Linked DNA regions of Sus scrofa: all the other regions are linked to region 4. A link is a contact called in public HiChIP or PLAC-seq data. All regions are on one chromosome and are shown on one strand. Each heading gives the region's core, a stretch centred on a gene start, on an enhancer-like site or on the middle of the called end of the contact. The rest is flanking DNA. Distances are from core to core; before and after follow the strand shown.

Region 1 (6,452 bases), core at 3,452-5,951, 290 kb before region 4:
ACAGCTTGTTATCTCCATGCTGGTGCTTCGCATCCCCACCTCCAGCCTGGTCCACCTTCTCAACCTCCGGGCCCATCTAACAACAGCCCACTGGCTCTCAAGCCACATGGACACCTCAGGCACCTGCAAACTCTCATGACTGGACTCATCACAGCCCCGCACCTCAGTGAAAGCATCCACCGTCCACCCAGCAGAAAACCAGGGTGTCATTCTTGACTCCTCCTACCTTCAACATCCATCAGCCAGCTGGTACCTGCTAACAGATATGGCCCCAGTACCGCTGCTTCTCTGACTTCGTTCCTCTTCCCATAGTCCAAGACACCTCTCCCTTTCCTGGACTCCGGCAACACCTCCATCACTCATCAGCCTAGAAGCCCTCAATCACTCCTCTTTGCCGAGCTCTTCCGCATCCTTCGGGTTTCCCCTGAAGGTCATTTCCTTTTAAAAAAACCTTCCTCCACAATTAGCGGCTTGTTTCTAGTGCTCCTACCCAGCACCACACCTACACTGGGATCCACTGCCAAACGCTAAGCTCTAGGAGGTCAGGGGCTGAATTTCTTCCGCTTACCACTGTCTGGAGCAGCTAGCGTCTGGACGAAGAACAGGAGCTGAGAATACCTGTTGAATGTTGTTGCAAAGCCACACATAAGCTTCTTAACTCACGCTTCCTCAAACACAGCGCTTCCTTTTACAACCTATCTGCTCCTCTGGTTCTGTTTGGGGTGGGGGGGGCACCCAGCGCAGTACTGCGCTTTGGACGGTGGAAAGAAACTATGGAAACCATGTCAGAATGCTGACAGCAATTTAAACAGAAGGCTGACTGGATTCACGTGGGTAGCAGCATTCGGCGGCGAGCATCCTCAGCTGCAATACTCCTGGGAAGGGGGGCGGTGGAGAGAAGTGGGAGTCGAGGGAAGAAAAGGGGCCAACACATCTCACAAGGAGGGGGGTTTGAACTAAAGCAGCAACACAGCCTGAATGAAAGACTTGCTTGGAGCGCTGGGGAGTGGAAGAACAGTGGGGCTTTTTCTAACCCGAGTGGGACCCCAGAACATTCACACCCAGGCTTCCACTTTGCTGTGTGGGCAGAATCAAAATCAATGCTCCCTTTTCCTTTCACCAGGCCGTCACTGGGGGCACCTCCACAAAGGGAGGCTGGCGGTTTACAAGCTGAACGCTCTGCGCTCTGTCCTACACAATGCAAACGGTTCATCAGAACCGCTGTGTGAACTCGCTGATTTTCATTGATTCGGAAGAGCTTCAGTGTTTTAATAAATCTGACTTCATTTCCCCTGACCCTGAATTACTTTAAAAACAAAACAAAACAGGGTGAGTGTTATATAACGTTTGGAGGAAGTACTAACACTATTCTGACAATGTGTCCCTGCAGAAAGGCCACTCCTCACCCCCTGTTATAAAATACATGCTCTTTGTATTTTATTTAGAAAATTCAGAAATACACAAAGTTGTAAAAGAAGTAATTACTATCAACATTTTGGTCTGTATTGTCCTATGCATCTAAGTTTAAAATCCTGTGGGTTTTTTCCTCTGAATATTCTATTATCTTTTGTTATTAAAGTAATGTATTGTTTCTCTTTTTACTGAAGTATTGCGATGAAGTATTATGTCTTCATTGGAGAAAATGCTAAAAAGGAAAAAGAAAATTAAAATCATTTGCAATTACTATCCAGAGGCAATGTTAACCGTTTTGCTGTTAGTCTTTCAATTCTGTTTTAATCTTTTTAGGGCCACACCCTCAGCACTCGGGAGGTTCCCAGGCCAGGAGTCTTCAGAGCTGTAGCCGCCGGCCTGTGCCACAGCCACAGCCACACCAGATCCGAGCCACGTCTGTGTCCTACACCACAGTACACGGCAATGCTGGATCCCCAACCCACTGAGTGAGGCCAGGGATCAAACCTTCGTCCTCATGGATGCTAGTCAGATTCATTTCCACTGAGCCACGATGGGAACTCCTATTGTTTGTCTTGTAGATCTCTTTTCCAGCATATATTTTGGGGAAAAAATGATTAAATGTGCCAGGATATTTTTCATTTGGATACAGCATGGCTTATGTAAGCATCTCTTTTGGTTGAGTGTTAAATTGCTATTAATTGTGCTCATGATAAATATCCTGTATGACAGCATTTTACATTGTGCTGTTTTCCTTAGAAAACTATGGATTTAAACTGAAATAAAGGAGCAGGGAAAAAAGTAAAACCTAACTTTACTTAAGAGGCCATCTCCATTTTAAACACATTTGTTCTCTAAACAGAAGAGAGCTCCTACATAGTGGGATGGGGTGATGAAACCCTTCTAAAATGCCAGATATATACTTTTAAATATAATTTAAATATAGCTAAGGAGTTCCCGTCGCGGATCAGTGGTTAACGAATCCGACTAGCATCCATGAGGACACAGGTTCGATCCCTGGCCTCGCTCAGCGGGTTGGGGATCCAGCATTGCTGTGAACTGTGCTGTAGGTTACAAGCGTGGCTCAGATCCCGAGTTGCTGTGGCTGTGGCGCAGGCTGGTGGCTATAGCTCCTATTGGACCCCTAGCCTGGGAACCTCCATATGCCGCGAGTGCGGCCCTAAAAAAAGACAAAATAAATAAATAAAGTTAATAAAAGACCAACTGACTTCAAATTTGGGGGAGATAAAATCCAGGGCCAAATCTTCCAAGAGTCCAAGCAATGATCTAAAATAATTTCTCAATTTTTCTTTCTTTTTGGCTGCGCCTGCAGCATGTGGAAGTTCCCAGGCCAGGGACTGAACCTGTGCCACAGCAGCAACCCACACCATAGCAGTGACAATGCCAGATTCTTCACCAGCTGTGCCACCAGGGAACTTGTAATTTCTCTCTTCTAAATGTGCCTCCACATGGCAGAAGACCTACCAATGCTTAAAAAACAAACACACAAATAATAAAAACAAAAGACAGCCAAAAGAAATAAACAAAAAGGTGCTACTTCTAAAGAAACACTAAAGGGAGATATAATAAAAAATTGTTGGGTCAGCGATATAAATATCATTATATGTTTAAAGCAGACAACAAAAACAGTGTTAAAAGAAACCATCCGACCCTCAGACTACATCTTCAAAAGCATGCCAGAAATACTCTCGCTCTGGTATACGAGCTGGTAAAGCCTGGAAGGGCAGGAAGGATGTGGTCTAGACACTTATGCGCGATGATTGCTTCTAAGACATCCATCTCCCTGCTCAGAGCTCAGGCCTGGAGCCTGGTGTGCGCCTTCAATTTTTCTGTAACCCAAGTACAAATGACTAAACAAAAGGGAAACCATATGTTTAAAAAAAAAAAATTAGTTGGCTGCCCCTCTGGGGTCTGGCTTCATAGAAAAGTAGTGTCAGTGGGTTCTAGGGATTTCATCGTTTCTCTGAAAAATACCCTTTGTGTGTCATTACAACTTACAAATCACCTTTCCCACCAACATCTCATTGGGTAACAACCTCTTACAGCAGCAAGGGCAGGGATATAGATGAAAAAACTAGGGCCCAGATATTAAATGATTTTCCCAAAGTTTCATGGGTAGCAATTGATTGCAAACCTAGGGCTTCTCCTAGTCTAGCGATCATTGCAGGCTACACTACATTCACCTGGACAGGCTTTGGAGGCAAGAGACACTTCCAGAATCCTTCAACGGGCTGGATGGAGCTCCTTCCAATTGGGGCCCCAGCAAGCACTGCGGCAAGGGTGCTGCAAAGAGGATACAGAAAATTGGATTCACAAGCATCCATCTCAGATGCTAGGTCATGTTGTAAAAAAATGGCTCAGTTATTAGGGAGAAGGTGAGAAGAAAATATATCTGAGCTTACATATTAATTGTATTTAATATGCTGGAGAATTCCATAAGCAAGGAAACAGGCTCAGGGTTAAGAGACTTTCTGAGCAAAGGGAACTTACTGAGTTCCCCAACCGCCCCCCCGCCAAATCTGAGTTGATGTCATCATTCCTTCATTTCAACCACAGCAATACAGCTGGGTGGTGACAGAGTCACAGTACCTGGCCCTTAGGAGCTTGTGATCAGATCAGTCTTTCAGCATGTGCGTGCATGCGTAGATGTGTCTTTGATTTCTAACCTGGCTATGAAATGAGCTCTTTTCTTCTTCAGAGGCTTTATGCTGAGGCCGCACTAGGCGTAAATCCTAGTAGGGTTTGGAGAAAATCCTCCAGGTTCAGGCCTAGGTTGCTGTCTTATTAGGGCCTTTGACCTCCCAAGAAAGCTTGCTGGGCAGGATTTTCAAAACCTCCCTGGCACATCACCAGGCCCTCCAGTGCTCACGTCCCTGTGTCTCCCACTGCTGTGAGTGCGATCAACACACGAGTCGGCCTGACCCCTGTCTGCAGGCATCAGACCCCAGCAAGAGGCAAGCATGCCCAAGCACAAAAAGCAATGCTTTACCTGACTTACAGCAAACCAGAAGAATACAAATGGATCGGTACCAAGTGACAGAATAAGGCAGAACTCAGGGACGTAGATCAGCCGGGGTTGTGACCCCTGCCTTCAACTAGTCCATTAAGTCAGAAATGTGTCAAATCATGATTGTGAGGGAAGAAAAGGCCCGGAGGCGCCCTCCGGCGCTGCTGCAAGCACGCCACAGCTGAGGTCTGCTGCGCTAAACGTGGGCCAAGCGAAACCAACACTCCACGGAAACACCACCTTAGGGACATCATGAGGGTCTGCTTCAAACCCAGGGTCTGCTGGAAAGCAGCTCAGGGTGGGAGCCCGAAAGGCTTCAGACGGAGCGCCAGTGAGGATGGGCGGCAGGGCCTGGCTGGAAGGGTCTGGGTACACAGCTGCAGTAGAGTCACACTTCCCCCGACCGCGGTCAGGGCTCAAAGACTGTGGTATCCTTTTATCTACCCACGGTAACCACCAGCACTGCTTTCTTAGATGACAAATAATGATTAAGGGTCAAATAAGTTGCTCTGATGGGAGACGCTTGGTCATCCACCTAGGCGGTATTCTTCCCTCCACCCGAGCCCCGGGGCTGGCTCCTGGCCAAGGCAACTCAGAGAGGCAGGGTGCAAGGGAGAAGTGCCGTCGTGGAAATTAGAACACACAGATCCTACTCCCCCCTCCGCCTCTGACGAGCGGCGTTAAACTGGGCAAGTAAGTTTCCCTGCCTGGGCTCAGAGTCCTTATCAATAAAACAATGAGGTTAGCATATACCACTATGGTCCCTTTGGCATCAAATGTTCGGTGTCTTCTGGATTCCATGAAATGTACGAAAGATGCCTGTTTGCTGGGAATGTAAAGCATAGAGTTGCCGCTCAGGCAAAGTGTAAATTCAAAATGAAAGTAAAGAAGGAAAAGAAAGAAATGAAAGCAGGAGAGTCACTTCAACTTGAAACTCTTCGGTCATAAGAATAGCAAAGCAATGAGTTCAGATGGTTTGGGAGGAATAGAAAAGCACAAACTGCAAAACAGGAAATCCATTCTTGGCTGGCTGTCAAAGAGCCATGAGCTGGTACAAACTGAGATCCATTTTCATTTTTAATTTCTTAAAACTAATAGAGTCCCCGAATTAGTGAATTACTGAGACGCCTGCTACGGAAACAGAATCATCGTCCCAGGCTTTTTACTCACTTGATTTTTTCAGTCCTATTTCCAACAATGAGATGGTACAAGGAACTGCTGGTTCCAACTTGTCTCTGTGGCTGTACCTGCTCCCCATCCTAACCGTGGTTTTATGGACGACGGTCACACAGGGCCTTGCATCACAGTTCTGTGTTTATCGACCTTACCTCTCCAGATAGCATATCAGCTCTTGAACTTGCAGGGACCCAATTTCCACATCTTTGATTCCTCCAGTGGCTACAGCAAGCACTCCAATGTTTACTGGACGATTAAGAAAAGTACTTACCAGACTCTTCAGGTACCTCAAACCACACAGCCAGGTTTCCGCACCCAAGCTAAGTCTGAACTACAAAATCGTCTTTCAGAAAGATTATCTAGAGATAGAAAAGCTTATAAAAATGAGCTTAACAAACACCCAAACCAGATTTCCAAAGAATGCAGAAAAATAATTTATTCCCAGAGACGGCAGAAATAAGAAATTCATCCTAAAAATGTACTTTGGTATGGTTCTGGCGAGACAGATTCTCCCTCTGAATATGATCTCCTACTGACAGCCCCACTGGGGTCTCACTGTCCTGTTACAGTGTTTAAACGCTTCGCGGATTCCCACGCTGTGAGCAGGCAGGAGCCATCTTCCAATCCACAGGTTCCACGGAGGGAGTAATGTTATTTCCCCGAAGAAAGAGCACTGTCTATCTCAGAAGAGCACATGAACCTTTTACGGAGAGCGTTTAAGTAAAAGAGGCACATCATTCATCAAAGTGTAAGAAAGGCGACAGGAAAAAAATACTGCGTTGAGGAATAAGATATTCAACTGTGGCGTGAACGTTTAAGGCATCTGACGGCCAGCAGA
Region 2 (6,908 bases), core at 3,801-6,300, 380 kb before region 4:
ATCCTTAACCTGCTGCGCCTCAAGAGAACTCCCCAAAATGATTTTATTTATTTATTTATTTTTTTTTGTCTTTTTGCCATTTCTTGGGCCACTCCCTCGGCATATGGAGGTTCCCAGGTTAAGGGTCGAATCAGAGCTGTAGCTGCCAGCCTATGCCAGAGCCACAGCAACGCGGGATCCGAGCCACGTCTGCAACCTACACCACAGCTCATGGCAACGCCGGATCCTTAACCCACTGAGCAAGGGCAGGGATTGAACCCGCAACCTCATGGTTCCTAGTCGGATTCATTAACCACTGCACCACGACAGGAACTCCCCCAAAATGATTTTAAAAGCTAACACAGGAGTTCCCCCTGTGGCGTTAACGGGATGGGTGGTATCTCTGTAGCGCCAGGTCACAGGTTCCATCCCCCCTCTGGCTCAGGGGGTCAAAGATCCAGCGTTGCTGCAGCTGTGGCATAGGTCACAGTTATAGGTTGCAACTCTGAGTCGAATCCCTCACCTGGGAACTCCATAGCCACAGGATAGCCAAAACAAACAAACACTGGAGCCTACAAATCCCACTCTGATATAGGACAGAACTATCACACTGCTGTTTCTAAATGCTTACTCTCAATCTCTGTACATATTTCACTGCAGACTGGTAGCAAACAGGGTTTTAAAGTCCATGTAGGGACAGAAAAAGCATTTTTGTCCATTTGAGGCTGGGAATGGGAACAGAGAATACCACTAAGCTAGGACTGCAAAATACACCCTCCATGAAAAGGTGCACTAAGAAAATGTCTGTCAACCCACACAGAGAAAACATGGAAGCTTGTCCTTTTTTCCTGTGGGGTCTGGCTAGAGGGATGTAAAATTAATCTCCCTGGAGAATATATAACCACAGAGCTACCCTCACACTGATCTGGGGCTCAAATTCATCCTCCGTGGGTGGTTCAAGAACTTCCATGAGGGAGTTCCCATTGTAGCTCAGCAGTAACGAACCCGACTGGTATCCATGAGAACAGGAGTTTAATCCCTGGCCTCACTCAGTGGGTTAAGGATCCAGTGTTGCAGGCAAATGGCCACAGCTCTGATTTAACCCTTAGCCTGGGAACCTCCATATGCTGAGGGTACAGCCCTAAAAAGACCAAAAAAAAAAAAAAAAAAAAAAAAGAATGAGGACGAAGTTCCCATTGTGGCTGAGCGGGTTAAGAACCTGACTAGTATGCATTAAGATGCGGGTTTGATCCCTGGCCTCACTCAGTGGGTTAAGGATCCAGTGTTGCCATGTGCTATGGTGTAGATCAAAGATGTGGCTTGGATCCCATGTTGCTGTGGCATAGGCCGGCAGCTATAGCTCCAATTTGACTCCTAGCCTGGGAACTTACATATGCCGCAGGTACAGCCCCAAAAAGCAAAAAAAAAAAAAAGGATAAGGAAACTTCCTAATACTGACATGGAAAGATCTACAATATATATTGTTAAGTTTTAAAAAATTAAAATGATTAAATCAGTACTAGAGATGGAGGCGGAAAGAGACCAGCTAGGTTCAGTGACATTGCTGACAACCTAGAGTGACCTCCTTTGACAAAAACTGCATACTGGCAAAACTGCCCTTGAAAATCCCTTAGAAAGCAACACAGGACATGGACATTCTGTTTCTCAGGGTCCAAACTGCCAGTTTTTCAAGTATCTTTGGAACAGACTGTCTTCTTCTGTTAAGCAACAAGGGCTGGCATTTGGGACCAGGTCAGATAAAAAGCACAAGTCTCTAAATCCAGCATCACATGGATGGAGACCAGGTGCCCCAAGACCCGCCCAGGGATGGACAGACCCATGCTACCAGCTTACCCTCACTCAGGGCACAGCACAGAAACACCTACTTTCCTTGCTCTAATGATTTTGGAAACAGCACATATACCCTAGTTGAATTCAAGACTGTTACATAAGCATATGATGCGACTAGAGACACAGAAACAGAGAGGAAGAGGCCAAAGTGACAGTATGAAAAAAAAAACCATTACCAGATAATTGTAATGAATTGAGGTGGATGGGTTAGAGAGAGGGGTAGAGAAAAGAAAGTTAATTCAAGTGATCTCTGAGTCTTCAAGTTGAAAAATTCCAAGGACAATGAATGCTGCCCAGTCTCAGCATCCCTGCTCTGCGGACACTTACCTGTATTCTGTGCCGCAACTGTTGAAATTTTTCTTTCACTTTAGTATTCAGTTCCGTAAGTGCACTTAAGGGTCCTGAACAATCTCGAATATCCTAGGAAAAAGTGAAGAGATGAGGGAGCCTTTCTCAAGGCAATGAAATGAAACGACACCAGCTGTACCGTGAGAGAGTTGGCTTAGGTCACAACTAAGTTTGGCCTACTAACTGAAATTCATCCTGATCTTTGATGTTTACCTCTACAACACAAGCAAAAACAATGTAATTTACATTTTTCTCATCCCGCTTTAGATAACTTCTCAGCAAGTAACATAAAAGCACAGATAGAAACACAACTCTATCTTGACCTATTAGTTCCTGAAGTTTACCAAAACTCCATTCAGCCATTATGAAAGACTTAAAGCAACTTGTGACAGGAATGGACATCTAAAAGACAGACTGTAGCTTTACTTTAATGGTGGGGGGCACTCCTATGGCATATGGAGGTTCCCAGGCTAGGGGTCCAATGGGAGCTACAGCTGCCAGCCTACGCCCACAGTCACAGCAACAGAGGATCTGAGCAGCGTCTGTGACCTACAGCACAGCTCACAGCAACGCCAGATCCTTAACCCACTGAGTGAGGCCAGGGATTGAACTCACAACCTCATGGTTCCTAGTCGGATTCATTTCCACTGCGCTACAATGGGAACTCTGACGTATTATAACATTAGACTGTAATGTTACATGGTTCCAACTTAAAAGTCAGGATGCGGAGTTCCCGTCGTGGCGCAGTGGTTAACGAATCCGACTAGGAACCATGAGGTTACGGGTTTGGTCCCTGCCCTTGCTCAGTGAGTTAACGATCCGGCGTTGCCGTGAGCTGTGGTGTAGGATGCAGACGCGGCTCGGATCCCATGTTGCTGTGGCTCTGGCATAGGCCGGTGGCTACAGCTCCGATTGGACCTCTAGCCTGGGAACCTCCATATGCCGCGGGAGCGGCCCAAAGAAATAGCAAAAAGACCAAAAAAAAAGTCAGGATGCTAATATTTGGCATTATATGACAAGATTAACTTCTTGATCTAATTTTATAAACCCTCTATTGTAAGTCACTGTTTATAAACATGCTCAAAGATAGATTTAGAATTTGCTTCTGGACATTCAGAATTTCCAGGGCCAGGTTTTAAAGCAGGCCCTAGGATATATTATGTACATTCAAATTCTGGTTGTAGCAATTATAAGCTGTTTTATTTTACCTTGAAAAAGTTACTGAGTCCTATGTGCCTTAGTTTCCTCATCCCAACATTACCTACTTCATAGATCAGGTATGTAGTAAAGGGTTTAGCAGAGGAGTTGGAACACAGTAAGAATGCGCTAACTCTAGCTATGATCAACTGTTCTCATCACAAGAACAAAGAGAGCTAGAGAGTGCCCAAAAGGGCTTAAGCAATATAGATTATGTGAAAAGACAGTTTCGTTTGTTTTATGACTCCTCAACTTATTTTTCTAAAATTGGCCCAGAGGTTTGTAGTTTATACATCGGAAACATGAAGTTCAAGAGTTTAACTGTTTGCATCAAGTTGCCTCACTTGTTCTATGGATTATGCATTAAATCACACTTCTTTGCTCCATATAATAAACTATTAATTTGGTTTATTTTGCATTTGGCTTCTGTGGGGAGCCTTATTTTCCTCCACCTTTTACCACAGTTGGCTGCAAATTCTCAGTCTACATCCAACGTTTAGTAACGTTTGTTGTAAATGGAAACGATCTGCCTCAAATGAAGATTTTAAACTCTTGGTTTCCTTTTGCTAAACTCAAGTAACCATTTCTACATTCCTAACTCTTGCCTATGCCAAGGGGTTTATTGTTATCTTCTACCCTCAAACGGCCTAAAACAAAGGACCTCAATTACCCCATCTGTTAAACGAAGTAGACTCAAGTCTTTTTTCTATACTGACTTTCCCTGTCCGACCCCAGTTTTGCCATTATCTGCCCTCTGACCCAGGCCTTGGCCCTTGACTCGATTTCCTAATTTACAAATCACAACGTCCAGGTTACGTTCACTTCATCCAGTGCCTCCCGCGCCAAGGGGCCTTTGGTGACCCGGGACATCAGACCCACGGAACTGGCCACAGGGGCCGGGGTTAACGGCCCCCAGGACTCTACCAAAGGATGGAAAGGGCGGTGTCAGAAGGCAGGGCCAAGCAGGATGACAGGTAAATTGGAGACTGGGGCAGGGCGAGGAAACGGCCGGAGTGGGGCAGGGGCCACAAAAAGGTAGCCAGGCCTGAGGCGGAGGCTGGGGAAGGGAGAGGGAGAGGAGAGGCCTTGGAGAGGGCGAGCCAACGGGAGCCGGAAGAAGGATCAAGGAGAAGAGTCCAGGGGATGAAGGGAACGGGACCAAAAGGGGAGCAGCTAGGAAAAGGGGGCGGGGCCAGCGACCTCGGAGACTTGACCAGATGGGGAAAGCTCAGCAGTGAGACCGCCGAGCTGAAAGAAAACCAAAACCACTTGGGTTTCGGGCCGCTGGTCCCCATTGGGGGTCCTGGGAATTAGTACCTGAATAAGCGCCTTCACTTCCAGGTCGAATTTAACAATCTCTTGGTTACAGATCCGTACGTGGACATCCTGGGGAGCCGCCATGTTGGGGAATGCTGACTACGGACAGCCGCGGGGCCCAAGTTCCAACGCGTTTTCTCCCGGCCTCCCTTCCTTCCCGGCCGGGCCTTGGGGCAGCGCCCCCTAAAGACCGGCCTGCGGCGAGCGAGGGCGGCGGCGCAGTGGTGGGGACTTTCCCTGACACGTGGGCGCGCACTCAGTCGGCCTGTTGGTGTGGATCTAGTTAAGAGAGAGAGAGAGAGAGAGAGAGAGCGAGAGCGAGAGCGAGAGCCGAGGGTATTATCGAGAACGCTTTAACGGTGATCCCTCCGCATACTCCGCCCATCAGCCACTCTAAAGAATGCGGGGTTTTTTGCATGGGGGCGGGGGGTGGGGGGAACCGCTGGAAGAAAAGTATCAACTGGGATATCTCTGAAAGGTATAATTAACAATTGTTTACACTTTTTTAAACTTTCTTGTATTTTCATATTTTCTACAGTGAATATAAATTGTGGAATGAAAGAAAAAAATGACAAACGTTGTTACACTTTTTTAAATATACGAAATTCAAGGCAAGTCCCTAGGGAATCTTCTGTTAGTCCAGCTTGAGTGCTAGGGATCTTTGCGTCTAAAATGCGCAACTGGTAAGTCACATTCCAGTTTATACCCCTTCTCTGCTCCTGGCGGTTCCCTTTTGTGTACAATTAGATTTATTAAATAATTTACCTGGCTGGAGTAGTTTTGATGGAAATAACAACCTGGCTGTTGTCTCTCTCTCAACAGACAGAGAGTCTTTCACTTTATTTTTCTTATAAAATAGTCCAAGTTTCTTAACTTGGCCCTCAAGACCATCAGCTACCCCACCCAGCGCCCCCGCCCCCCTTGCATTCTTCAAGCTCTTTTTGGGTCCGTAGTTGTGGGGTTTTTGTTTTGTTTTTTGGGTGGTTTCTCTTTGGCTGTGCCTGGGACATGTGGAAGTTCCTGGGCCAGGGATTGAACCTTTGCCGGAGCAGCAACCCCAGCCATTGCAGTGACAGTGCTGGATGCTTAACACCCTGAGCAAATGGGAAGTCTGGATCTGTAGTTGTGGAATGTGCTTTTCTCCTTCTTAGAATGCTTTTCCCCACTTGCCCTCACCCCATTCACCTTTGTTCTGCAATCATAGACTGGGAAAAACTGAGTGTCAGCTGTTGCCCTTTAGCCTCACAACCACCCTTGAAATAGGTAATAACCCAGTTTCACAGTTCGGGAGTTGGACTAAGGCCAGATCAAAACAAAACAAAAAACGAGTTCCCGTCGTGGCTCAGTGGTTAACGAATCCGACTAGGAACCATGAGGTTTTGAATTTGATCTCTGGCTTTGCTCTGTGGGTTAAGGATCTGGCATTGCAGTGGGCTGTTGTGTAGGTCGCAGACGAGGCTCAGATCTGGTGTTGCTGTGGCTCTGGTGTAGGCTGCGGTCTGGGAACCGATGAGGGGTCCAGTTAGACCTCTACCCTGGGAACCTCCACATGCCGTGGGTACGGCCCTAGAAAAGACAAAAAAGACAAAAACAGAACAAAACATCCTTGCCCCAAGGTTGCCCAAATTAAAAGTGGCAGAGCCTTAAGTGAAAGCCCTATCTTCCTTCCCTCAAAAACCAAATATGGCCCCTTGAATAGTGTCGAATAAGGGGGGAGCTGCGTGCTCCCACATCTGTATTCCTCCAGTGTTCCACACCCCCTCCCTCCAGGCCTTCATTATTCCACTGCATCTAATAGAGAGGCCACGTGAGGGTTAAGGCAGGCTTCCCCTCTCGGTACTTCAGCCTCCTCAGAGGCTAGCTGGTGGAGATCACAGCTACATGAAGTCATACATAAAAAGCACCAAGCACAATGTAGTAATGTGGCACATGCTAAGAATGCAAAGCACATTGGCCGCTATTATTATATTACTGACATTTGTGGCACTCTTCCCTTGTGCCAGGAACTTTATATGAAGTGCTTTATGTGTATCATTCTTTCACAACAGCCCTGAGGTAGAATTATCCACTTCCTACAGATAAAGAAACAGGCACAGAGAGAATAATGACTTGCCCAGCGCAATGGAATGGCTAGGTCGAAGGTTACATGCATTTCAAAATTCTAATACATACAACTGCATTGCTTTTCTTAGAGGTTATATCAATTTACACTCCCA
Region 3 (7,065 bases), core at 1,136-3,635, 270 kb before region 4:
ATACTTGGTCAGATCATTTTGAACAAAGATGCCAAAGCAATTTAATGGAGAAAGGAAAATCTTTTCAACAACTAGGTATCTGTATGGAGAAACAACTAGGTATCTGTATGGAGAAAACAAAACAACAGTGACAAAAACAATTACCACCATTTTAGCGCCTGTGGCCATCGGAAGCAGTCCCACCTGCCAGACCCTCTGCACCGTCAGGCTACAGTGAGTGGAGAGCCTTCCGGTCCAAGTCCTCCCTTACGAAGAGAAACTGTAACAAATTCCAGAGGTCTCATGATCTTTGTTTACCTCATTTTTTTTGGCCAGGAAAAAATTTTCAAAACCTCCCAGGACCATCTAGGAGGACCCGCATCCCATTCCCAGATTGCTCGGCCCATCTCATCACTCCATCCAGCCTCCCCCCTCTCCTTTCTCCCACGCCCTTGCACTGTGCTCTCTGTCACTGGCTCCGTGAGCTGCCACTCACACACCTTCCATTCCCCCACCTCCCGCCGCCTGCAGTTTCACTGAAGCCTGGCTCCCCCCTGAGGCTCGGTCAGGCAGAGAGGTCCGCTTAGTCTTACAGCAGAGAGCTCAGGCGTCGGTAACCTCTCTGCCCCGACTCTGCGGCTTCCAGACCACTCTCTCCCACCCTTGTGAGGAACTGCCTTCTGCCTGGGTGTGCCTGCCCCCTGATTTTGCCTCCCACTCGTCCCTCCAGATGTTCCGGTCACCCCCTCTTAGTCAACAGAGGAGGCCGGAGTTTGCCCTTCACTGGCTCTCCGCATGGCATCCGTAACAACACCTGAACGCTGGCATTCCTCAAGCTGGGGCCCAGCCTCTCTTCTCTCGCCGTGCCTTCCCTTCCGGCAGGTTTCTCAACCTCAGCACTACTGATATTTGGGGCTGCATAATTCTTCACTGGGGGCGGGGGCTGCACTGTGCAGTGCAGGGTATTCGGCAGCATCCCTGGCCTCTTCCCACTGGATGCTGGTCCCCAGAGAGAAGCACGGCCTTCAGTAATTACATATGTGTGCACGGCCTCAAATGTCCCTTTGGTATCTCTTCAAAGGCTCACGGGCATCTCAACCTTCACCTGTCCTCAACTGAAGTTTTGTCTTGAAATGTATCCTGTGCCAAGTCTTCACCACCTGAGCAAATGGCCTGACTGAGAAACCAAGGAGCCATCTCTGATTTCTCCCATATCCAATCCACCTGCAGGACCAATAAATTCTACTCCCAAATTAGTCCTCAAACCTGTGCACCCCCTTCATCATCACCTCACACCAAACCACAAAGATTCCTCACCTGGACGAATACCTTAACCTCTAAATGCATGTCCCTGCTTCCACTCCGGCCTTCGAGCAGCCAGAGTGGCCATTCAACTAAACCACTCCTTTATTTAAAATCTGAAGAGAGGAGTTCCTGTTGTGATGCAGCAGAAACAAATCTGACTAGGTACCATGAGGTTGCGGGTTCGATCCCTGGACTCGCTCAGTGGGTTAAGGATCCAGCATTGCTGTGAGCTGTGGTATAGGTCGCAGACGCAGCTCAGATCTGTGGCTGTGGGTGTGGCGTAGGCCGGCAGCCATAGCCCTAATTAGACCCCTATCGTGGGAACCTCCATATGCCAAGGGTGTGGCCCTAAAAAGATAAAAGACAAAAAAACAAAACAAACAAAAAGAAACACTATGGGTTTAAAATTAACAAGGACCAGACTTTGGAAAACTGGAAAATTACGGCACAAACAATCTAGTTTTTTTCTATTAAAATATGTCAGGAAAAAAAGAAAGATTTGGAGAAGAAACTTCTAGAGACTTGAAAGACACAACCACTAATCGCAACGCACTGTCTCTATGTGCATTTCATTCAAACAAATAAATACATAAATCAAATAAATAAGACAACTAGGGACATTTAAATGATATTCGATAATATAATGGAATTAACTTTTTGTGTGTGATAATGGTTTGGGGCTATAATCGAAAAAGAGAGATCATCTTTTAGAAATATACATATATTGAAACATTTACAGATAAACTGATATATCTGGAACTTGCTTCAAAAAAATCTGGGGTGGGGAGTTCTATTGCGGCACCGAGGGTTAAGGATCTGGCGTTGTCACTGCTGTGGCTCGGGTTCAACCCCTGGCCTGGGAACTTCCACACGCTATGGGTGTGGGGAAAAAAAAAAGAAAGAAAGAAACCTGAGGTGGAAGGGGAAATGCGTGGGCATGAAACAAGATTGGCCATGGAGTTCCCGTTGTGGCTCAGCAGAAACAAACCTGACTAGTAACCATGAGGACGCAAGTTCAATCCCTGGTCTCGGCTCAGTGGGTTAAGAATCCGGCATTGCTGTGAGCAGCAGTGTGAGTCACAGTCACAGCTGGCATCTGGTGTTACTGTGGCTATAGCTCAGGCCAGTGGCCACAGCTCTAATTTGACCCCTAGCCTGGGAAACTCCATATGCTGCAGATGCGGCCCTAAAAAAAAAAAAAGATTGGCCATGAGTGGATCATTTTCAAAGGCGGGTGATAGGTAAATGAAGGTTCATTTTACTATTCTCTCTACTTTTGTAGCGAACATACAGTGAGTTTTAGAAGTCCAAAACCAGAAAGTTTAAAAAACAAAATAAAGCATGTTATAGTAAAGAATACCCTGGAAACTGACTAGCTGTGGCTAGTTGGTGGGAAACCAAAGTGGAGGACCCTGGCCTTGGGAGGTAATCATGTCCTGTCCCCATACTGGCTCCGGAGCCAGGACCAAAGCAAGGCTGGGCTCAGCTGTGGATCTGCAAATTCCTGGACAAGCTGGGGAAAGCTGCTGTTGGCTGTGCAGGTCCTTGTGCGATGGGCAGTATGAGGGGGCTGGAGGAGTGAGTGAGGGGGGCTCATCTGGGGGTCACAGAATAGGGGGTTTGGGGAATGAGTAGGTAAGGGCACATCTTTGGGAAGTGACTAGAGGCTACTCTGGCTCTTTGCTGCTGTCTGTCCCCCCTCACTACACAGGGCACGGAGATGTATCTCTTTTATTCATTCACTGTCACATGGCCAGTGTCTTGTACACAGTAGGCTCATTAAAGTATTACGAGTATATCATTATTAACAGTAAATAAGTGAATGACCTCTAATAAGGCCCAATAAAGTAAATGCTGCCACAGCATTGTAAGCAAATGCGTGCTTACAAGTAACACATATTCTTTGAATTAAAATAACTTATTTCTAAAAATCACCAGTAACGTTCCTTTACATTTTTCATATCTTTTGTTATAAGTTTCTACATATAGCACCTTATTTAAAAACTTACCAAAACCTACTACAACATAATCAGGCTGGATATTATTCAGCCTAGCAGAGCCAAGGTCTCCTGGTTTCCTAGCCAGTATTTCCTCGGCCCTATCACCCTGCGAAGATTTAGAATTAGTCAAGTGCTAAAGATATACCACGTTTCCCAAGAAGCAATTATATCTTCACAATACAACATTAAATTTCTAATTTGCCTTGAAGATGTGAATTTTGTGACTCTGGGTGAGCGACAACATAACTCGACATTAGCAACTAACCCAAGACCAAGAAAGTTTAGAACAGTGACGCAAAGGATTGTGTGCTTAAGAAACAAAAGGGATCTTGTGCCTCGAAGAGGGAACCAGAGGGAGAGCACACTTTCCTCTGCTGAACTAGTAACACAAACTGGTTGTACTGGCAGAGATCCTGATTTATGCAGAGCTCAAACAAGGTATACCCCGAGGAATCTAACCAGGAGCTAGAACAAACTGGAAAGAGGAAAAAGTTGCCACAAACAGAAGGCAATTTAAAAGTCTATGAGTGTATTTCAAAACATGACTTCGTTTAGGAAATCTGGTTTCTCTGGGCGTGTATACTTCAAATGAGGTATTTTCAACAAACTACATGAACTAGCCCCAAACAGGGAAGTTGTCTTTGGATTTCAAGTTAAATTTATTACAGAATCCCACCCTTGTGTGGACTAAGGTACATAAAATATTCAGGATTTTAATTCCATCTGTATGTTTCAGGCAGTTTATTTTGCTAAATAGGATATATGATCAGGTTTCAAAGCAACCAAAGAAAAAGACAATTTTATAAAATCTGGACCACCCAGCTTATTTCTCGAAAAAATGGCCTCCAGATGCACTGAATGTTGGAACACTGTATCTTATTTCTATTAATACATCAATGACAGTACTGACCTGCTGTCAGCAGTCACCAGCACACTGGAACAAAGGAAAAAATCTAACAGTCAGAGGTAATGGCTCATAGACAGTTCTCAACTGACTCACCAAGACTCACAGTGATATCATCTCCAACCAAGTGTCGTTATTTTATTTTACACTTAAGAATGAAGATAAGAGGCATGAAAGGTTGGAAAGGTTTCCTGTTTGTTTCAAAGAGAATTAAAACAAAATTAATTAGCCAAAATTCAAAGATGGCGTGATATGGAAGTTCCCAGGCTAGGGGCTGATCAGAGCTGTAGCTGCCGGCCTACACCACAGCCACAGCAATGCCAGATCCGAGCTGCGTATGCAACGTACACCACAGCCACAGCCACGCTGGATCCTTAACCCACTGAGCGAGGCCGGGGAATCAAACCTTCATCTTCATGGATGCTAGTCAGGTTCATAACCTGCTGAGCCGTGACAGGAACTCCAAAAGAAGACTTCTGTTTTTGTTTTTTTGTTTTTTTTTTTTTTTGCTTTTTAGGGCCACACCCAAGGCATATGGAAGTTCCCAGGCGAGGGGTCGAATCAGAGCTATAGCTGCCAGCCTACACAGTCACAGCAACACAAGATGTAAGTCACATCTGCAATCTACACCTCAGCTTATAGCAACGCCAGATCCCGGACTCACTGAGCAAGGACAGGGATCGAACCTGCCACCTCATGGTTCCTAGTCAGATTTGTCTCCGCTGTGCCACGATGGGAACTCCCCCGAAAGAATTCTTGATGAAGCACGCACTTCATCTCATTCACTCTTTAGAGCTAAACACAGCTCATGTAAGAATGCCTTTCAGAAGTTCTCTTGTGGCTGCACGGGTTATGGATTGGGTGTTGTCACTGCAGTGACTAGGGTCACTGCTGTGGTGCAGGTCTGATCTCTGGTTCGGGAACTTCCATGTGCCGTGGCCAAAAAGAAGAAAAGGAGGAAGAATGCTCTCCATACACTACCTGTCAGACATCCATTCTGGGGGCTGAACCATGACCTGAAAAAGCCCTGCAGACTAAAAAGACTTAACAAGCCAACTGCACAGAGTCTCATCACCTAAGCCCTCGTTTTGAGGCAGTCAAACATCATCATCATTTAGCAATATGTCTATAGCGTCACATGTATTCAGCTTTCAATACTTCAAGCTGCACTTAAGCCAGTGACTGAAGGACCAGATTGCCAAAATTCACCGTAATAATTCTTCGTCAGGGGCAGATTTTGATCAATGCCAAGAAGTGAAACTGGCTCATACCCACCAACCTCTCTGAAAAATATTAGTGCCTCTGAATGAATTCATAGATTCAGAGCCAAAGAGAACCACTCACAGGATTAGAACTGCTGCTTCCTACCACTTATGGGCACTAAACAATAGTAGGGCATCACTGATACTTTCCATATAAGGAAGTCTCGTGAGGCTAGCAAGCTCTTTTTAAGAGAATCACCGCTTCTAAACTCTAAAAAGCTACTCCTAAAAGGATACGTTTTATAGTATGTGAAATTATATCTTAATTTACAAAAAAACCCAACAGACTATTTCAACTACAGTTTTGCCATTTCTAACACTCATGAGGATAGAGAACAGTAATCTAAAAGTATACACTGAGAAATGACCTTACATATCCTAAAGCTATAACCTATTCAAACAGATGTCAATTGTTATCATACTTGGATAGTGCACAATGAATTGTTTTTAAAAACTGCCCTCATACTGACTCACAGACTTTGAAAAATTTATGGTTTCCAAAGGAGACAGTTGGGGGGGGGGATGCGCTGGGGGTGTGGGACAGAAATCCTATAAAACTGGATTGTGATGATCATTGTACAACTATAAATGTAACAAATTCATTGATTAATAAAAAATAAAAAACTGCCCTTACTCTTCTCGATTATAATTCTAGTGCAAACATCTAATCATGAGATTATCAAAAGTCCTAATAAAGAATGGCTTTACAGGCTTCATGGGGAGATATTTAAGTGAAATGAGTAGGCCTAAATATTTCACAACAGTAAAATATAAAGCAGTACAATGACCATTTCTGGCTAATCATACGACTTAAATTTGTGTCAAATAAATAAGACTCGTTTTGCCAAAAGAAAAGAGCATCTGAACAGTTCTTAGGTAAATACACCGAACAGAGGAAAAGTGTCCTTTTCAACCTTAGGATACAATTTCTAGATCTGACACCAGGAACAAGCCCCAGTGAAACAGAAGCGTCAAGTTTCACAGCAACCACCCTCCACTTATTTAACTTTTAATCACACATATGATAAAGACCAAGAATAATTGCTTATTATGTCAAGAAAAAATTACTTACAAGAGATAGCAGCAAACCGAACAGGTCACCAACATGGTGATGATGACTCTTAAAAAAAAAAAAAAAGTAATCATTAGATAACTAACAATTAACCAGACATCATACGAGGTTTAACTCCCCTTCCCAGGTGATCAAACTGGCAAGGACTGCACAGCACAGAAATGGATCCAAACTTGCTCAAACACCAGGAGACAGTAGGGCACTTGGTAGAATTCCATGTCAGTAATTAACATTTGCGTTTGAAGAGATGGGTATTAAGCCACAGTTTAGGGGTCTAGTCCAAATCCATCTGAAACTGAACCCGAAAGCCTGCAATGACAATGAGCTTTGACATGCGAGTAACGGCCCCATTCCGTGGTATTCTCTGCAATGAAACGACACTACACTTCTAAAAATATGCCTTTCTAGCGTTCATCTCTCATCTCCATTCCTGTCTGAAAAAGTTAAACCTGGCTCTCTTATCAGTCAAATTTCAACACTAATAAGAAACTGAATTCATGATATTCTCTTCCCATTGCTCTCTTCCCAAAGGCTCCCCTTCTA
Region 4 (7,005 bases), core at 2,899-5,398:
GACGCTGCAGGAAGCCCTTCCCATCTGACTTCCCCAGAACTAGGACACGCTTTGACGTCAACACGTCCACATTCCTGCCCTCCAGCCCCAGGGCGGGGGCACCGATTTCCTCCCACCAGCGTTGGCATCACAAACAGGAAGCTGGGTCATGCGGGCAGGGCCGGGCTGGGCACCGGCAGGAGGGGGCGGGAGCCCAATCCCGGCCTCAGTTCCCAGCTGACACCCAAGGGGAGCTGTTTGATGTGTCCCCAGTCACATTGTTCCTAAGGCGCTTACAAAGAGGCTTCGGTGACTTTGTCCTTTTTGGTCCGCACGCACTCTCGTTCTCATTCGTTACGACTCTCTTACTGATGAACAATAATGGCTACCATGGCTTTTCTCTCTTAATTCCCATAGTCCTCTTATTTTCACCGAACAGATGGGGAAACCAAGGCACTGGCAGGTTAAGTCCAAAAAGTCCAGGAGTTCCTTGATGGCTCAGTGGGTTAAGGATCCAGTGGTGTCACTGCTGTGGCTCCGGTCACTGCTGTGGTGCAGGCTCGATCCCTGGCCACAGGTGTGGTTGCCCCCAAAAAGTGTGCAGCAGTGGGGAGCAGGCAGGGCAGGGATTTGGACCCCCAGAGTGTCTGGCCCAGAGCTGGTGCAGCCTCCTTCCCATCTCAGCCTCCTCCAGCGCTGTGTTAGCAAGAGCAAATCTGATGGCGTCTCCCCTGGGCTTATCCCTTCCGTGGCTCCCCTTAACCCCAGGGACAAAAATCCGTGCTCTGAGGATGGCACTCTATGCCCTTGTCCTGCTGCCCCCACCTCCCCGGTATGTCTGCTTTCAACATATAGAGTCGCTTCTGATCCCTGAAATGCCTCTCGTTTCTCATTATAACCGTTTTCCATACGGGGACAGAGGGGACAGAATGGGTCAGGTCACAGAACCAATGAGGGGCAGAGTCAGAATTCACATCTGGTCTGGCTGGGCCAAAGCCTTCCATGCCCGAGTTTCCCATGTCACAGGGCAGAGAAATGTCCCCAGGGGCAGCTTCCGGGGCCCCACCTGGGAGATGCAGGGCAGGGGCCCTGGAACCTGCACGGTGAGTGACCTCCCCAGGGGAGTCCGAGGACCTCCTCCCCAGCCCTCTGCAGCCCCCACAGCTGTCGGTGGGGTTCCTGTTGTCACAGAAGCTGCAAGACATGCTGGGGGGCTTTTCCGGCGGCTGGGCCTGCCTTCCCAGGGCTCATGGCAGCCGGGAGCCACCTCAACTTCCTGCTCCTCCCTCTTGGGAAGCCCCTCCATGCTTCCCTCCTCATCGTCCTCGCCTCTCCTCTGGGCAGGCGGGCTTTCTACAGCAGAGAAGGGCTGCTGCAGCCTGGGGTTCTCACCCTTGACCGTGCTTCAGAACTGGAAGGGGAGTCCCGTTGACCATGGAGGGATGGGGACGGGGGTCTGGGAGAAGGTGTCCAAGGCCACCACAGGATGGAAAGGCAGGGAAGTTGTGGCTCAGTGGGTTAAGAAGCTGACTAGTATCCATGAGGATGCGGGTTCGATCCCTGGCCTCTCTCAGTGGGTTAAAGCTTCCTGCATTGCTGTGGCTGTGGCATAGGCTGGCAGCTGCAGCTCCAGTTCAACCCCTAGCCTGGGAATTTCCATAGGCTGCAAGGGCAGCCCTAAAAGGACCCCCCCCCCCCCCGCAAAAAGAGAAGCCTACCAACCAACCAAACGAAAAAAATCCAGAATGCCCTGGAAGACTTTTAGGCACAGATTGCCAGGCCCATCCCTGAATCAGATGTGGAAGTCTGCGTGGGGCCTCAAAGCATGAGGTTCTGTGTGTTTGTATTTGTGTGTGTGTGTGTGTGTGGGTGTGTGTGTGAGAGAGAGAGAGAGAAAGGGAGAGAGAGAAACCATCTCATAGCCCTATAATTCCTTCACCTAAAAGTACAAATTCTCCAAATTCTGAATGAGGTATTGAGGATTTATTTCTGGGTCTTTTCTAAAATTTTTCAGCATAGCTTCTGCTTTTTTACTTTTTAATTTTTCAAATTGTTTTTTAAAATTAAAGGGTAGTTGATTTACAATGAGTTTCTTTCTTCAAACTTTGATGCTTCACACAGCCCTTCTCACGGCAACGCACAGGGACCTGGGCTGCCCCGCCGATGGGAGGGTAACATCCCCGATGGAGTCTGACGGCACAGGATGAAGTCATTCTGGGTCATTCAAGGTTAAACTTAATAGAGGACTCTATGGGTGAGTTTAAAAATCTCACTTGGAAGAATGGACAGAGCATCTTTCTTTTCTTTCTTTCTTTCTTTCTCTCTCTCTCTCTCTCTCTTTCTTTCTTTTGCTTGTTAGGGCCACACTCTCGGCATAGGGAGGTTCCCAGGCTAGGGATCTAATCGGAGCTACAGCTGCCGGCCTCCGCCACAGCCACAGCAACGCAGGATCTGAGCCATGTCTGCAACCTACACCACAGCTCACGGCAACGCCAGATCCTTAACCCACTGAGTGAGGCCAGGGATCAAACCCGCATCCTCATGGTTCCTAGTCAGATTTATTTCCACTGCACTATGGCGGGAACTCTGGACAGGAATTTTTCCAAAGACATGCAGAAGGCCAACGGGCGCGTGAAAAGAGGTTCAAGATCACTGATGATTAGGGAATTGTAAACCACAGCCATGACGAGATAGCCCCTCGTGCCTGCTAGAAAGGCTAGCATCAAAAAGGCAAGAAACAGCAGTTCACACTGTGGCACAACGGGATTGGCGGCTCCTTGGGAGAACTGGGACTCAGGTTCCATCCCTGGCTCAGGACAGTGAGTTAAGGGTCCAGCATTGTCAAAGCTGTGGCTTGGCTGGCGGCTTCGGCTCGGATCTAATCCCTGGCCTGGGAACTCCGTACGCTGCAGGGCAGCCGAAAACAAACAAACAGACAAAAACCACGAGGAGGAACTGGAACCCTTGTACACTGCCTGTGGGCGTGTAAATTGGTGCAGCCACTATAGAAAACAGTTCGATGTTTCCTCATTAAACTAAAAAATAGAGCTGCCGTATGATCCAACAATTCTGCTTCTTGGTATTTATCTGGAGAATGGGCGAATATGAATTCAAAAGATATATGCACCCCTATGTTCATAGCAGCTCTGTTTGCAATAGTCAGACGTGAAACCAACCTGAGTGCCCATGGAGAGATGAATGTGTGTGTGTGTGTGTGTGTGTGTGTGTGTGTGTGTGTGTGTATACCATGGAATATTCAGATATATAAAGATGAAATCTTGCCATTTGGGGCAACGTGGGTGGATGTTGAGAGTATCGTGGTAGGTGCTGTAATTCAGATGGAAAAACAAAAATACCCTATGATTTCATATGTGAAATAGAAACAAACCAAACCAAACCAAATCAAACATACAGATACGGAGGATAGGGTAGTGGTTCCCAGAGGGAAGGGGGTTGGGGGGAGGGTTCTGTATGGTGACAGAGCTCAATTTTGGTAGCGAGCATCGGTAGTGTATACAGAAGTTGAAATATAACCTTGTACACGTGAAACTCATTTCCTGTCATAAACCAACGTTACTTCAAAAAAAATCTCATTTGGTGTCATGCAGTGTCTCTGGGGGCCCCCACGATCACTAGCAAGCAGTGTCAGTCACTGAGAGAGACAGTTTGGAAAGATGGATGGGTCCAGGGGGACGGCAAGCCCCAGTGGAAGGGCATGGATTTCTAACACGTGCTGGTGCCATGCTGCCGCTGCTGCTGCTGTGGGGCCACACTTTGAGAAGCACTGGTGTGGAGGAGGCCAGCTGGAGGGGTGGGCTGCCCGGGAGGCAGGGGGTGAGCAGGGGCTCAGCACCTTCCACCAGGTACAGCTGTGCCTCAGTTTCCTTTTTCATCAGACATGGGGAGACACATGTGCCTCTCAGAGCTGTGAGGTTTAGAGACCAGGAGACATAGAGGACCAGAATTTATTTTTCTTGCTCACTCAGGAGTCATTTTTCAGGCTGGCTCCTTCCACTAATATTTCCTAGGAAATATCTCTGTTCCCCTCATCCCTACTCTGATTCTCAAGGGGCAGCGAGGATTTGGGGCATCACCCTGGTGCTCCCGGGGACGTGAATGAAGCACCAGATCGGTGGACCAGGCGTTGCTGGTTCTCCAACCCCTCTTGATAGATGGGGACATTGAGGCTGCACGTCCACTCTTACACAGCCGGGAAGCGGCAGGGACAGGTGTCAAATCAGCTCTTAGTTCCAGCGCCCCTGAGGGCTTCTTAGGGAGACCACCGTGCTCACCCCTGAACGAGATCCCAGGATACTGGGGAGAGCTGAGTCCCCTGGACGGTTTCTCAGGTGACGGCGCCCTCTGGTGGTCGGCCTGCAAGGGCTGGGAAGGCGGGGAGCCTGGCGCCAGACCCTGGCAGCCCTCCTCCTCTTCCGGGGGAATGAGTCTTCCTTTTTTATTCTTTCATCCCTTCCGCGAACACTTCCAGAGTGCCTACGGAGTGCTCGAGGGACACACATTGGGACCCACGAAGACACCGTGGCTGCTCTAGCCACATTTAGTCCATCTGGGAGAAGAGACGTTACTCACCAACCCACGCAGGTGTAGAAATACAGCTTATATTAAAAATGCGCAGAGGAACAACTCAGGGTGTGTGACAGTGTGTGCCCGAGGGACCGGCCTATGGCCGGGTCAGCCAAGGCCCTTGGCAGGAGAGGCTTGATCGGGAGTGGGATCGGGGTGGGGTGGGCATCAATGGGGACCTCTGGGCAGGGGACACAGCACATGGGCAGACGCTGAGTGGGGAGGAGGCCAGGGGAGCCCGCAGGCTGGAGGGGTCTGGCCAAGCGGGGCGGTGGGAGGGGACACCCCTGTGGGAGGAGCTAGCTGCGTGGCCTTGGGCAAATTGCTGAAGTTGTCTGTGCCTCAGATTCCTCCCTGGGATAACTGGGATGGTCGCGAAACACCACACGCTCCTGTGTATTTGGAGGTTCTTGGTATTTCTTGAAAGTTTAGCTTGAGATTTTTTGGTAATTTTGTAAAATGTCAGCTACTATCTCTTTGAATATTGCTTCCACTCTTTTTCTTCTCTCTCTCTCTGTTTTTCTTTTTAGGGCGGCATCCGCAGCATATGGAAGTTCCCAGGCTAGGGGTCACATTGGAGCTGCAGCTGTTGGCCTACGCCACAGCCACAGTAACACCAGATCCGAGCAGCATCTGTGACCTAGGCCACAGCTTGTGGCAACGCAGGACCCTTAACCCACTGAGCAAGGCCAGGGATGGAACCTGCATTCTTATGGATACTAGTCAGGATCCTCTCCTGCTAAGCCACAATGGGAACACCCTCAATTAATTTTTCCTCCTATTAAAAAACTTCTGAACAAAAATTGCAAATCAAATAATAGACGAGGAGAAATGTTTTCAACACATACATCCAGCAAAGGATAATCGTTCTTACTAGCACTCTTACTAACCGCTAACACTGCCCCCAAATCAGCAAAGGATAAGGAAACGCAATTCACAATAAGATAGCCCAAATAAGAAAATGTATATGCTTGCCAGTAATGAAATATCACAACATCATTGAGATGCTAGATATTTAAAGTATCCAATTGATCAAAGCTGAAAAATGACCAATACCCTGAGTTGATGAGTTTACAGGGAAGTAAGTATTCCCACATTGTTGGTGAAGTTGTAAATTGCTTCAGTCTTGGAGTTCCTGAAATGGTGCAATGGGATCATTCCCTGGCCCAGCAGAGTGGGTTAAAGATCTGGTGTTGCTGCAGCTTCGGCTTAGGTCGCAACTGTGACTTTGATCTGATCCCCGGCCCGAGAACTCCATGTGCTGTAGGGTGGCCAATAAAATTTTTTTTTCAGTCTCTTTGGAGAACATTTTGGCAACAGGGATCTAACATCTTAGATCTTTGCTTTTTTTTTTTTTTGCTTTTTAGGGCCACTCCCAAGGCATATGGAGGTTCCCAGGCTAGGGGTCCAATCAGAGCTGCAGCTGCCGGCCTACACCACAGCCACAGCAATGCCGGATCCTTAACCCACTGAGTGAAGATAGGGATCGAACCTGCCTCTTCTTGGGTACTAGTTGTCTTCATTACTGCTGAGCCATGATGGCAACTCCATATCTTTGCCCATTTTTTGATCTAACAATTCCTCGTCAAGGAATTTATCCTGTGGAAGCATTTGTGAGATGAGCCAAAAAAGCTTCAAGGACCTGTGTGACAGTGCTGTTAATAATTGAAAGAATTTGCATGCAATCAAAATGTTGATTAATAGGGGAATGATGAATAATTTATGGATCATCCAATCAACCGAATATTGTGAAATACTTAGATTTGATGACAAAAACATAGAGCAGCAATTCAGAAAATGCCAATACAGTGGTAAGGGACCCTGGGTAGCCCTTGTCCTAAAAGCCACCACTCCGCTTAGGGCCATAGGCGTCGAAGCGGGTGAGAGTCCACCCCCGGCCCCCAGGGACCCTCAGGCTACCCCCCCATGCCCGGGTCATCTTCCTGACTTTCTCTCCTTCCTGCCCTGCCCCGCACGGCCTCTCAGCTGAGCCTATCCTGCCATCTGCCTTCTCTCTCCCTCGAACCCTCCACAGTGCACTGCCAATCCACGCGCATGTTCATGCACACACCCACGCGCATCAACGCTCACTCCCAGACATTGCCACACACTCACCTTCACTCTGTTCACACTCACCCGCCCACAGACACACACTCACCCGCAGCAACCCTCACCACCCCTGTATTCACACGCACACACCCTTTCACTATACCCTCCACTCACACTGGACACAACCACGTGCACGCTCTCACCCCCACGCACGTTCCCTGTCACTCTCACATTCATTCGTACTCTGCACATTCGCCCATTTTCACACACGTAGAACTCACCCACCAACATTCCCTCACACGCATTCACTCGACGCTCACACACACCAATAGTCATCCTTCTGTAGATCCTCACACATGCAAACACCCCCCTACCCTCACCCTTGACACGTTC

The links. HiChIP or PLAC-seq counts read pairs in DNA pulled down with a chosen protein or histone mark.
Region 1: an H3K27ac HiChIP or PLAC-seq map of alveolar macrophages shows a contact between it and region 4. The contact joins two enhancer-like sites. A contact is called at or near these places in 1 of 47 Hi-C or Micro-C datasets (embryonic fibroblasts) and 2 of 2 datasets of contacts at active chromatin or transcription factors (alveolar macrophages and skeletal muscle).
Region 2: an H3K27ac HiChIP or PLAC-seq map of alveolar macrophages shows a contact between it and region 4. The contact joins the promoter of BNIP1 here to the enhancer-like site in region 4. A contact is called at or near these places in 8 of 47 Hi-C or Micro-C datasets (embryonic fibroblasts, epiblast stem cells, fibroblasts and 4 more) and 1 of 2 datasets of contacts at active chromatin or transcription factors (alveolar macrophages).
Region 3: an H3K27ac HiChIP or PLAC-seq map of alveolar macrophages shows a contact between it and region 4. The contact joins two enhancer-like sites.

What each region holds. Positions count from the first base shown.
Region 1 is chr16:51,219,695-51,226,146 of Sscrofa11.1, forward strand. ATP6V0E1 (ATPase H+ transporting V0 subunit e1) reads right to left here. Exons shown (of 3, transcript NM_001044579.1): 3 at 6,062-6,452. Among named protein-coding and RNA genes, the nearest start is that of CREBRF, 12 kb to the left of the region's middle. Within about 2 kb of position 4,702, at least 22 of the 83 cell types and tissues checked have an H3K27ac peak or open chromatin away from gene starts, as enhancers often do. A contact at or near this core is called in alveolar macrophages, where this site is marked.
Region 2 is chr16:51,135,339-51,142,246 of Sscrofa11.1, forward strand. BNIP1 (vesicle transport protein SEC20) reads right to left here and starts at 5,051. Exons shown (of 6, transcript XM_003134044.6): 1 at 4,693-5,051; 2 at 2,158-2,250. The coding sequence starts at 4,776. LOC102165988 (a long non-coding RNA gene) reads left to right here and starts at 3,108. Exons shown (of 4, transcript XR_002339699.1): 1 at 3,108-4,349; 2 at 4,745-5,170.
Region 3 is chr16:51,247,891-51,254,955 of Sscrofa11.1, forward strand. ATP6V0E1 (ATPase H+ transporting V0 subunit e1) reads right to left here. Exons shown (of 3, transcript NM_001044579.1): 2 at 6,523-6,570. Among named protein-coding and RNA genes, the nearest start is that of ATP6V0E1, 9.2 kb to the right of the region's middle. Within about 2 kb of position 2,386, at least 2 of the 83 cell types and tissues checked have an H3K27ac peak or open chromatin away from gene starts, as enhancers often do. A contact at or near this core is called in alveolar macrophages, where this site is marked.
Region 4 is chr16:51,515,058-51,522,062 of Sscrofa11.1, forward strand. No RefSeq gene overlaps it. Among named protein-coding and RNA genes, the nearest start is that of TRNAE-UUC, 42 kb to the left of the region's middle. Within about 2 kb of position 4,149, at least 26 of the 83 cell types and tissues checked have an H3K27ac peak or open chromatin away from gene starts, as enhancers often do. A contact at or near this core is called in alveolar macrophages, omental adipose tissue and retroperitoneal adipose tissue, where this site is marked.